Regions from separate parts of the Mus musculus genome. Here region 2 is linked to region 1. A link is a contact called in public promoter capture Hi-C data. All regions are on one chromosome and are shown on one strand. The core of a region is the stretch at or near the end of the contact, and the rest is flanking DNA. Distances in the headings are between cores, read along the strand shown.

The links. Promoter capture Hi-C pulls out the DNA fragments that hold promoters and counts their contacts.
Region 2: a promoter capture Hi-C map of embryonic stem cells shows a contact between it and region 1. The contact joins the promoter of Tfap2b here to the promoter of Prdm14 in region 1. A contact is called at or near these places in 1 of 39 promoter capture datasets (embryonic stem cells) and 1 of 484 Hi-C or Micro-C datasets (embryonic stem cells).

What each region holds. Positions count from the first base shown.
Region 1 is chr1:13,124,533-13,129,125 of GRCm38.p6, forward strand. It overlaps Prdm14 (PR domain containing 14), which reads right to left and starts at 2,631. Exons shown (of 8, transcript NM_001081209.2): 1 at 2,578-2,631; 2 at 634-1,324; 3 at 87-140. The coding sequence starts at 1,303.
Region 2 is chr1:19,206,347-19,210,939 of GRCm38.p6, forward strand. Tfap2b (transcription factor AP-2 beta) reads left to right here and starts at 2,568. Exons shown (of 7, transcript NM_009334.3): 1 at 2,568-2,902. The coding sequence starts at 2,822.

The DNA of each region.
Region 1 (4,593 bases), core at 1,381-3,880:
GAGGCAGGAGAGGAAAGGAGAATGAGCCTGGGCAGTGAGTCAACATTAGTTGTGGGAAATAAATCCAGGCAAGGAGTGCAGCCTACCTTCCGGAAGCTGGAGGGAGTCTTTGTCCAGGGTTTTATGAAGATGATTAGACCCTAGAAAAAGACAGTGAGTTGCCTTCCCGACAGGGTTCCCTCAGTCCCTAGAGAGGATTTACATTGGACATTTATCCTCTACCCTTTACTGCTGCTGTATCATTGACACAGGCTTTTTGTACACTGTTGCTCATTTGAGCCTCAAAAAAACCCTTTGGGGGAGGTTTGGTGGGTAATGAACTCCATTTTGCAAACTTGAGAGTCAGAGACAATGCTTTCTGAGGTAAAGAGCTGCCAGGTGTGAATTTCTGGAGACCATCATGTAGATACTTTGTACATTCCTAAAGCCACCGAGGGAAACCACTTGGCTCTTAGTCCTCAGAGCTCACTAAAAGCAATCTCAGGAATTACACGGTTAGGCAAGGAGGACCATGAGAAGCCAGCAGAGAAGGCGGTTTAGAGAGACACTCGCCCCAACATACATCCATGTTTTAATACTGCGTGGTCCGGACCTGTACCAACCAACCCAGACCCAAAATGTAGATTTCCTTACCAGAACTCTCTGTGGGAACCAGGATGCCTGAAATTGCATGCTGTAAGTCGGTTGGGTGCTCCGGACTAGCGATGGCTCCATACAGAACGAAGCTCAGTTCCTCCTCTGTGAAGTTGAAGCCGCAAAACGGCAGCTTCCCCTCTTGATTCAAGGTTTGGGGGACAGATATTGACTGGGACGACTTAATTCCATCAGGTAGTAGGGAAGCAATTACCGGGGATGGCAGAAGTAAATTTTCAGCTTCCCACCTCTGACCACTGATTTGGCCACCGCCGCCGCCGAGGACCAAATTTTGGTTGCTGGAACCGCTGCTCCTATGCTCAGTGCTGTCTAGAAATCGTGGTACTTCGGGAGTGAATTGAGGAATTCGGTTCCATGGTGACAATTTGTACCAGGGCAGATTGTAGAGCGGCTCGCTCTGAACAGCCAGACCCGGGTTCAACAAGGGAGCAGTCATCCGAAAAGCATCAAGAGGGGCCATCGCCTGGGACTCAAGCACTGCAGCTGCCAGTTTCCAAGGTTGAAACTCCTCCTCGGTGGTGGCGAGGTTCCTAAAGTGACTGTAGCCTGGGGCATGCGCGTAGTAGGTAGTCAGGTGGTGAGGGTTGCTCTGGGGCAGGTAGTTCGCCTTGTCCTGGGACTGGGTCTCACCAGAGGGCGGTAAGGCCATCGCAAGCTGAGTTTTGCGGATCTGTGGGAAACCGAGCTGGCTGAGTGAGGGGTCCTAGGTGATCTTAACTACTTCCCTCCACCCCATCAAAGTCAATGAACAAAGTTCCCAATTCGATCCCGCCAATCCTAGCTCGAAAAAAGTAACACAAAAGGCACAAACTCCCACACCAAACCGAACTAAAAAGCCAAACGTCTCAAACCTCTAACGAAAATCTGCCTTGGTGTCACCCGACTGAAAGGTGCTGGCTCAGGTCGCCTTCTCTTTTGCTCCCTAAACCACCTTGACTAAGGAATGCCGGTGACCCCCGCTCCCAAGCCCTCAACCCGGCTCCTACAAAACGGGTTTCAATTCCGTCTCTCTTAATTATCAGCCCAACAAAACGAACCACCCGCCTAGGTCTCTACGAGCGTCTTTTTTTTTTTTTTTTTAATATAATTTTTTTAGCCAAGCTACTAGGGCACGACCCTGCACCGGTTTCGGAGCAGGCAGTGGCTTCAGGCGCTCTTGAGTATGCAGCCGAGATAGGAGAAGTGTGCGCTCTCGGTGGGACAGTGCAGAAGGGGTTCTGAGTCGACTCGGCACCCCAAGGAGTTTAGCGAAACGTCAGCGACCCCGGCGGTCCCAACAGCACCGAGGGGAGCGGAGCGGTATTCGTCCTCCCTCTAGAGACCCACGCCCAGCGCCCCTTCCCGCCACATCTCCAATCTCTTGGCAACCCTAGCCATCTCAACCTAGGTCGCCTCTGGAGACTCCGGGATGACAAGTCCCAAGCCAGGCAGCAGAGAGATGTCTCGGTTGTCGCCGACCTGGCCGCGGCGGCCCTGGCCCCCGAAATGCTTCTTTCTCAGTAGCCACACAGCAGGGCTAAGGAGTGAAGACCCGTAGGGTCCGAGGATTTTAAGATCAGGGATCAATGTGTCCAATAAGGAAAACAACCCGGGTCGTGACTCAGATGTTAAAGAACATAGGGTCAGGGGGCGAGGTCAGCCACCACACAGGCCTCTCCGTCTATCTCCCCCTGAGCCCCGAACAGCGCAGGCTCTAACTCCCAAGACAAGCGACTCCGGAGGTGGAAAGCCAAAATCCAATTACGAAGTTTAAAACAAAAACAAAGCCAAAAACAACTAACTAAGTAAAACAAAGAAAAAACAAAAACAACCAAACAACTGCAAAACGAATTTTGAAAGCGATTACAGAGCACTGTTCCCAGCCGTGCTGGAAGCCTGTAGCCTTCGGGGTAGGTCCCTCCAGCGGGCCAAAGACCTACCTACCTCAGGCCAAGGCTAGGGCGGCACCCGCTGGGTCTCGGGACCCTAGACTTCTGAAACCCCCGAAGGCTGTGCAGGCTTTAAGAGGGAGGGTGCAGATCCGGCCTCAGGGTACTTGGAGAGGGAGGCAGTAGAAGAGATCAGGCCTGTGGAGGTCCCCTGATAGTCTTCTCCCCGCCCACCACACTCATTGGCGAGCGCTTGGATTCCTCCCCAGGTCCCCAGAGATCACCCACTTAACCTAACAGTTCTCTTGACCGTTCCCTGGAATCCTGTGAAGTGCGATTGCCCATCTTGCACAGGCAGGTGTTGTTGTTGTTGTTGTTGATTCAGTCTAGCAACGTCAGGAAATCATAGTGTGGCAAATGTTGCCCAAGGCCAGAGCGTAGCAAATGCTAACCAGTGTTCACCTTCTGTGTGTAAACGCACACGTGCACACATGCACACACCACACACGCACACAAACCCAGAAGTGTCGGCGTGAGAACTAAACAAGTGTTACCCTGGGGACCCAATAAATTCTTCTGTGCCCTCACACACACTACACCCTAAAAGGATGGGTGTAGGAAGCTGAGAGCGATGAATAATGACACCTACACACAGCCCCCACTCTCACACGGAACAATTGTTGCCTAAGCAAGGTCTCCAACACACACAAGGACACACACACACAGACACACAGACACACACAGATACACACACAGACACACACACACAGACACACACAGATACACACACACACACACACACACACACACACACACACACACACACACACACACACACATACAGACTGGCGTCTAGGAGGCCAAGCTTGTTCTTAGTCTTGGTCAAATTTGTCAGAGAACCAGGTAGGCTGAGAAGTTAGGCGTTAGACGCTTCTGAGGCCCCGGGGGTCCTTTTGCCCTTTCTGCAGCTTTTATTTCTTGGTAGGGGAGAACTAATCTCCTCACAGGACACCTTCTCCGCTGACCCTGGCTTGCGACCTTGACCCGAGGCTCTGAGAACCTAGGTCCAGACTGTAACTGTGCTCAACGACTGCATTTTTATTCTCCTTGCAAGCGATGAATAGAGAGAAAGGGGCGTTTAATCCCGTTCACATCCGCAGGTCTAAGCACCTAGGGTGGAGAAAACCGCGCCGAAGCTGGTGACCTTGGTCAGGTTCCACACCATTCCAGTTCCTCTTTGGGCCTGTCACGAGGGGGGGGGACCGCTGTGATGAGTGAGGAGAGAGACTCAGTCTCTCCTCCGGACTGATAGTGATTTGATTACTAATCATAAAACGAGGTTAAATGGGAAGCCGCCCGGAGTTCCAAAACTAGCAGAGAATGGAGGTCTCCTGTCCCCTTGGTCCCTTTAGAGCCCCATGAACTGATTCTGCCTGTGTCCCCGGTGAGGAGGCGCATGAGAAGAGCAGGAATATGCGCGAGCGAATATGCGCGGGCTTCGGAGAGCAATACATTCTGCCCTCCCTGGGCCTGAGCACCGAAGACGTAGCATCAAGTGCGGTTGTGCTGATCTACAGGGTTAGCATCCATAATCATTTCACAGTTGCAGGACAGATCCGAAGGGTGAGGCAGCGCTTTATTTTCCGAAACGAAGTGGGAATGGCTAGAGATCCAGGGCTCTGCCTTTTCCATAAGATAACCATTGAGGCAAATATACCTGCACAGTAGGGAGGGCCAGACCAGCTAAAGAGACATAGAGCCCTCGTTTGTTTGGTTATTCAATAGTTTGCATACCAGTCTCCCCTCTTCCCCTCCCTTCTCCCTATTCTTTACAGCTGCTCTCACGACGTAACCCAGACTTACGGCCAATTCAATCCTTCTGCCTCAGTCTTCCAGTTGCTATGATTAGAGGTGTACATATATAGCATTTATGATAAAAACAGAATTATACTTTAATTTTCAAGACTTTGAGAATTATTTTATGTGTGTGGCTGTTTTGTCTGTGCACCAGTTGGTTATCTGACCCCTGGGGAGAGCCTTGACTGCATACGGGTGTTTGTGTGTGTGTGTG
Region 2 (4,593 bases), core at 1,318-3,817, 6.1 Mb after region 1:
CTGCTAGTTGTCGTTTGAATCTTCAAAATTCCTACAGAGGGCGGTGTTGCCTGTTCAATGAAGGAGGGAACGGTCCCTGGGAAAGATTTGTGGCGAAATAGCTGGGATTTTTCACAAAATGCCACATCGAAGAATTAACAAGGATTTCTATTATCAGTATGCATTTCTTCGGATAGTTACCCATGTATGTATGTATGTATGTTTGTATGTATGTATGTATGCACATATTTTAGGTTTGTTTTGTTTTAAATGAAGTCGGACTTATTTTTAATGTTTTGTAAAGTGCTTAGATAATTTTAACAAATACTAAGTACGTTTCTACATTATATATATATGTATATATAATATTAAGATTTTTAAAAACACAAGTGAAATTTTGAAATTCTACATAAATGAGGCTTCAAAACAGTCATGGTGGCACACTATATTACCTATTTAAATAGTTTTATGAGTAAAATTATATCATCAGTTTGATTCGGTTTTAGTAAATGTTAAAGTTTATCTCAGATTAACCAATGCTATGCTCCAACGTGATTTTAAAACATGAATACACGAACTTAGAGAATAATGAAAGCTTTTTCCAGATGCTGTTTGGTTTGGGTTAAGGTTATCTTTAGACAATTAAAACCTAGCAGTTAAAGATTTAAAAAAGAGGGATGTAAATTATCTTGTTAATAAGTTTGTGCCTGGGGAATTTTAATTTCCAAATCTATAACGTCTATCTTTCAAATTATCAAGTAGAGGATGACTTAGTGAAAGAGTGTGGAATCCACTTTAAGTCCTTCCACACAACGACATTAAGAGGAACGATTTCCTGTCTCCCAACCATCTCTGGTGGCGAAAGGGAGACATATCTGCTGACGCTGGAAGACTAGCCTTGTTCTGTGTAGTTTAAGAATATTTTCTTTTTAGTAGAGGGAAGAGGGGAAGGAAAGAAGAAGGAAGGGGGAAGGAAGGAAAGACTAGAAGGAGAAGATCTAAAGAGAAAGAAGGAAAGAAGGGAGGGAGGGAGGGAGAAGGGAAGGAGGGGTTAGAAGAAGGAGGAAAAGAAAAGGAAGAAAAGAAATCCAACAGGGAATAGAGAAAAAGATGTGTTTCTCAAGTTCTGCCTGAAGCACCCTGCATTTCCTTCATTTGACTTACAGTAAATTAATAATAATAACAGTAACAATAATAGATCTACAGGACTGTTCATTGCGAGGTAGGAGTCCTCAGCTTGGCTGTTAGGAACCGCTGTCTTCCTCCTAGTCTATCTGAAGCCTTCTCCTACTCACGGAGCCTCCGACCCTGCCGGAGCTCTAGAATGCACTGGAGTTTAAAGACAATCTCCCTTTACAGATTCACCCTCATCAGGTTTAATAACTTCCACCCCAAATTACCCCAACCCTCCTCATTCCCTCCTGTCATTTATTTTCTGCCCCAGGGGCCAAGATCTTCTTCAGTGCCTCCCTACTGACTCCAGGGAACCCTCCGAGAACCCAGAAAGGGTGGAAAGATGGGGAGGAGAGGGAGCTAGTGAATATAGAATTCCTCATGAAATTAAAAAAAAGAAAATCCTGTGCCTTACAGGGTGCCCACTTGAGGGTAGGTTAGTGGTTAAACTTTGTACTTGTTGTTATTTATGCTTTGAAAATATTTTTTAAAAAACTAAACTTCAAAAAGCACATATTCAAAAGAAAATCTACCCCAATGCAAAATGGCCAAACAATATTTGCTCTTGTACATCTTAAAACATTTCCCACTGTTTCCTTAAACAGTACAAAGCTTAAACCTTCTCAAAGATTTGGGTGTTCTTGTCTCAAGTCTATCAGATTAAAATCACAAATTACAGGCAATAAACCCAAATACAAAATGTTCTATACCCCTGTTAAAGGTCTCAAGATTAACATTGTGTGCTTTGTTGTTTCCAACATGTAAAGGAAGAGAAAAAACTTAATAAAATGGAGACTCCAGGCAAACAGAAAGACACCAAGGAACCACTAAAAATATAGAACAATCCCTAAAGCAACAAGCAATATAGATTGTAGGGTCCACAAGATATTCAAGTTTCCAAATGTGTTAGACACAATGAGCAAAATATCAGAAACCATTGTGGTAAATAGTGGTGTTATTCTTGTTCCACAATGATACTTTTATAAGGTTGCATCAATAGAGAAATATAACTCAAAGTCAAAAATCTAGTGGTGTTTTTTTAATGCTCCCCTAAATATACAAGAATAGGAAAACTGTCTTTAAAATCTCAGTAATGGTTCTCCTAAAAGAAAAAAAAAAAAAACTATGTAGAAAATTTGGGGACTGATGTGCGTGGTTTCTCATTGTCAATTATTAAAACACTTTAGTTAGTGGCTGCATTGATTCGCCATTTTCAAAACAGATTTTTAATGTATCTATTTATATTTCTCGTTTTGAACCACTATATTCCCTTTAAATGCACGGTTAGTCTGTGGATTCTGTGACCCAGAGGTGTTTATGTAACTAATGTGACTATCTGCGTGTAAATTCATGTTTATGATTTTTTATAATATATATGTGTGCATGTGCGTGTGTGTGTGTGTGCGCGCGCGCGCGCGCATGTGTGTGTGTGTGTGTGTGTGTGTGTGTGTGTGTGTGTGTATGCGTGCGCGTTGTATCTAAGTCCTGTGTGCAATAATGTTTTTCTGTCTGCTGAGGCTTACTTCTCCAGCCTATTGTTTGAGACAACAGATATAAGTTGCGATGGGAGAGGAGCGTCGGATTTGGTGTGTATCCCCCATTTCCAATTATAGATGGATCATTACAGACAGCGGAGTCCTGAGAAACCAGACATCTGCTCCTCACATGAATGCACTCACCTCCTAGAGACCAGGCTGCGATCATGCTCTGGAAACTCGTGGAGAATGTCAAGTACGAAGACATCTATGAGGTGAGCGGACACCCCAGATGCATTTTAGAGCTTTGGAGATAGAAAACTGGAGCTTCTTTGACACCCCAGCTGATATATTTTAAGCTATTTACTCGTAGATTTCTGATCGGGTTTCTGAGGTTTCTTTAAGTTTTCTAAGGCTGGCTCTGGGAGACTTTGCTCTCCAGAAAGGGAACTTTTAAGGTTGGAATGTGAGAAGTTTAATTTAGGAGCTATTTTCTTTTCCTTTTTGTTTTTCTTTCTCTCCGGCTCTCTCCTTCCCCTTGTAGACTCTGGTAGGTAACGTGGAGCCAGGAATTCAGGCAAACAGTGAGGGAAAAACAGTCTCTCCTCATTTTGAGTACGGGACAGAATCGGGTTTTTAAGCCTCACGCCGACTGGGACTTTAATTTTTGCTTTTTAAACTTTTAATATTTTTTTTTAAATCGGTAACCAACGTACGCAGGTAGAGGGTAGATATCTAGGGAGAGCGAGGGGAAAGGAGGGATGTATGAACAAATCCAGTACCGTATGGGAGAGAGCGCGGTTTGTTATTTTTGTTTTGTCGTATTTTGATTCTTTGCGGGTCAGTGGTTCCAAGCAGAGATGGCAGCCGCCAGCGTGTGGGCATTTTTAACGAAGCCTGCCCACACTTCGTGCTACCCGCTACCGGTCCCCAGGCAAGCGCATCCCTCCCGTGCTTTTCCCTCCGCCTTGTCGGACGCCACCGAGAGCTTCCGGAGTCCGCGTCGAGCGAGGCTGTCCGGCTGCCCTTCCAGCTGGCGGGCGAGGGGAAGCGGCCCGGCTGGGGACAGATGAGGGATCCCGCGCCACAACCCGGGAGCTGGGGAGCTGAGCTCAAGAGGAAAGGAAAGTAAGGCTCAAGGGGACGTCGAGAGAGGGAAGGCAGACTCCGAAGCTCCAAGATATCTGAGGATCGGGATTAAAAAAAAAAAAAAAAAAAAAAAGCGAAAGGGGTTTAGCGAAGAGGGAAGCAGAGGCGGGGGAAGAAAAGTTGGAAAGCTACCCGCAGCAGCACAGCAGCACGAGGCTGGGCCACCGGGCAGAGGTGGACAACCCAGACTCAGTAACCGGTTCTGAAAGAAATCTGAACCGTGAGCCTTGTAGGTGTTGGGACAGCACCGCGGTGTTAGCCTTGCTCAGCTAAGAAGAGTCCGGAGGCAGGCGCTAGCTCTGTCCCTACCGCTCTTAACTGGGTCCGGTGTGTGGCCGCGACTCCTCAGGTTTTCTGGGTAGAGCGGCTAGAGCCAGTGGCCAGGGTCCCCCAGATCTGCCATTCTTACGACCTCATTTAGAGGTAAATGAGAAAGTGAGAAAGGTAGAAGAAAAGGAAGTCAAGAAGAAAATGAGAGACAGGAAAGAGGAGGGAGAGAGAGAGAGAGAGAGAGAGAGAGAGAGAGAGAGAGAGAGAGAGAGAGAGAGAGAGTTCTTCTTTCTCGGGTGACCTCAGGTTTCGCCTTCCTCTTTGTGGTAGTGTACTGAGGAACCGCGCCTCCCCGCCTGGTGGGATTCAGCGTCCTTTTATTCCTAACAGGCGGGATTATGTTCAACTCCAGGGCGTTGAACTATCCTAAAGAGAACGTCGCCCATAGTAAACATAGCACTGGCGGAGCTAGAGCCGCGGTGGAAATAGCTCTGGGTATATACATAGAGGAATTATCCTAATCAGTGTGGTGCTAGTTCTTTGGTTA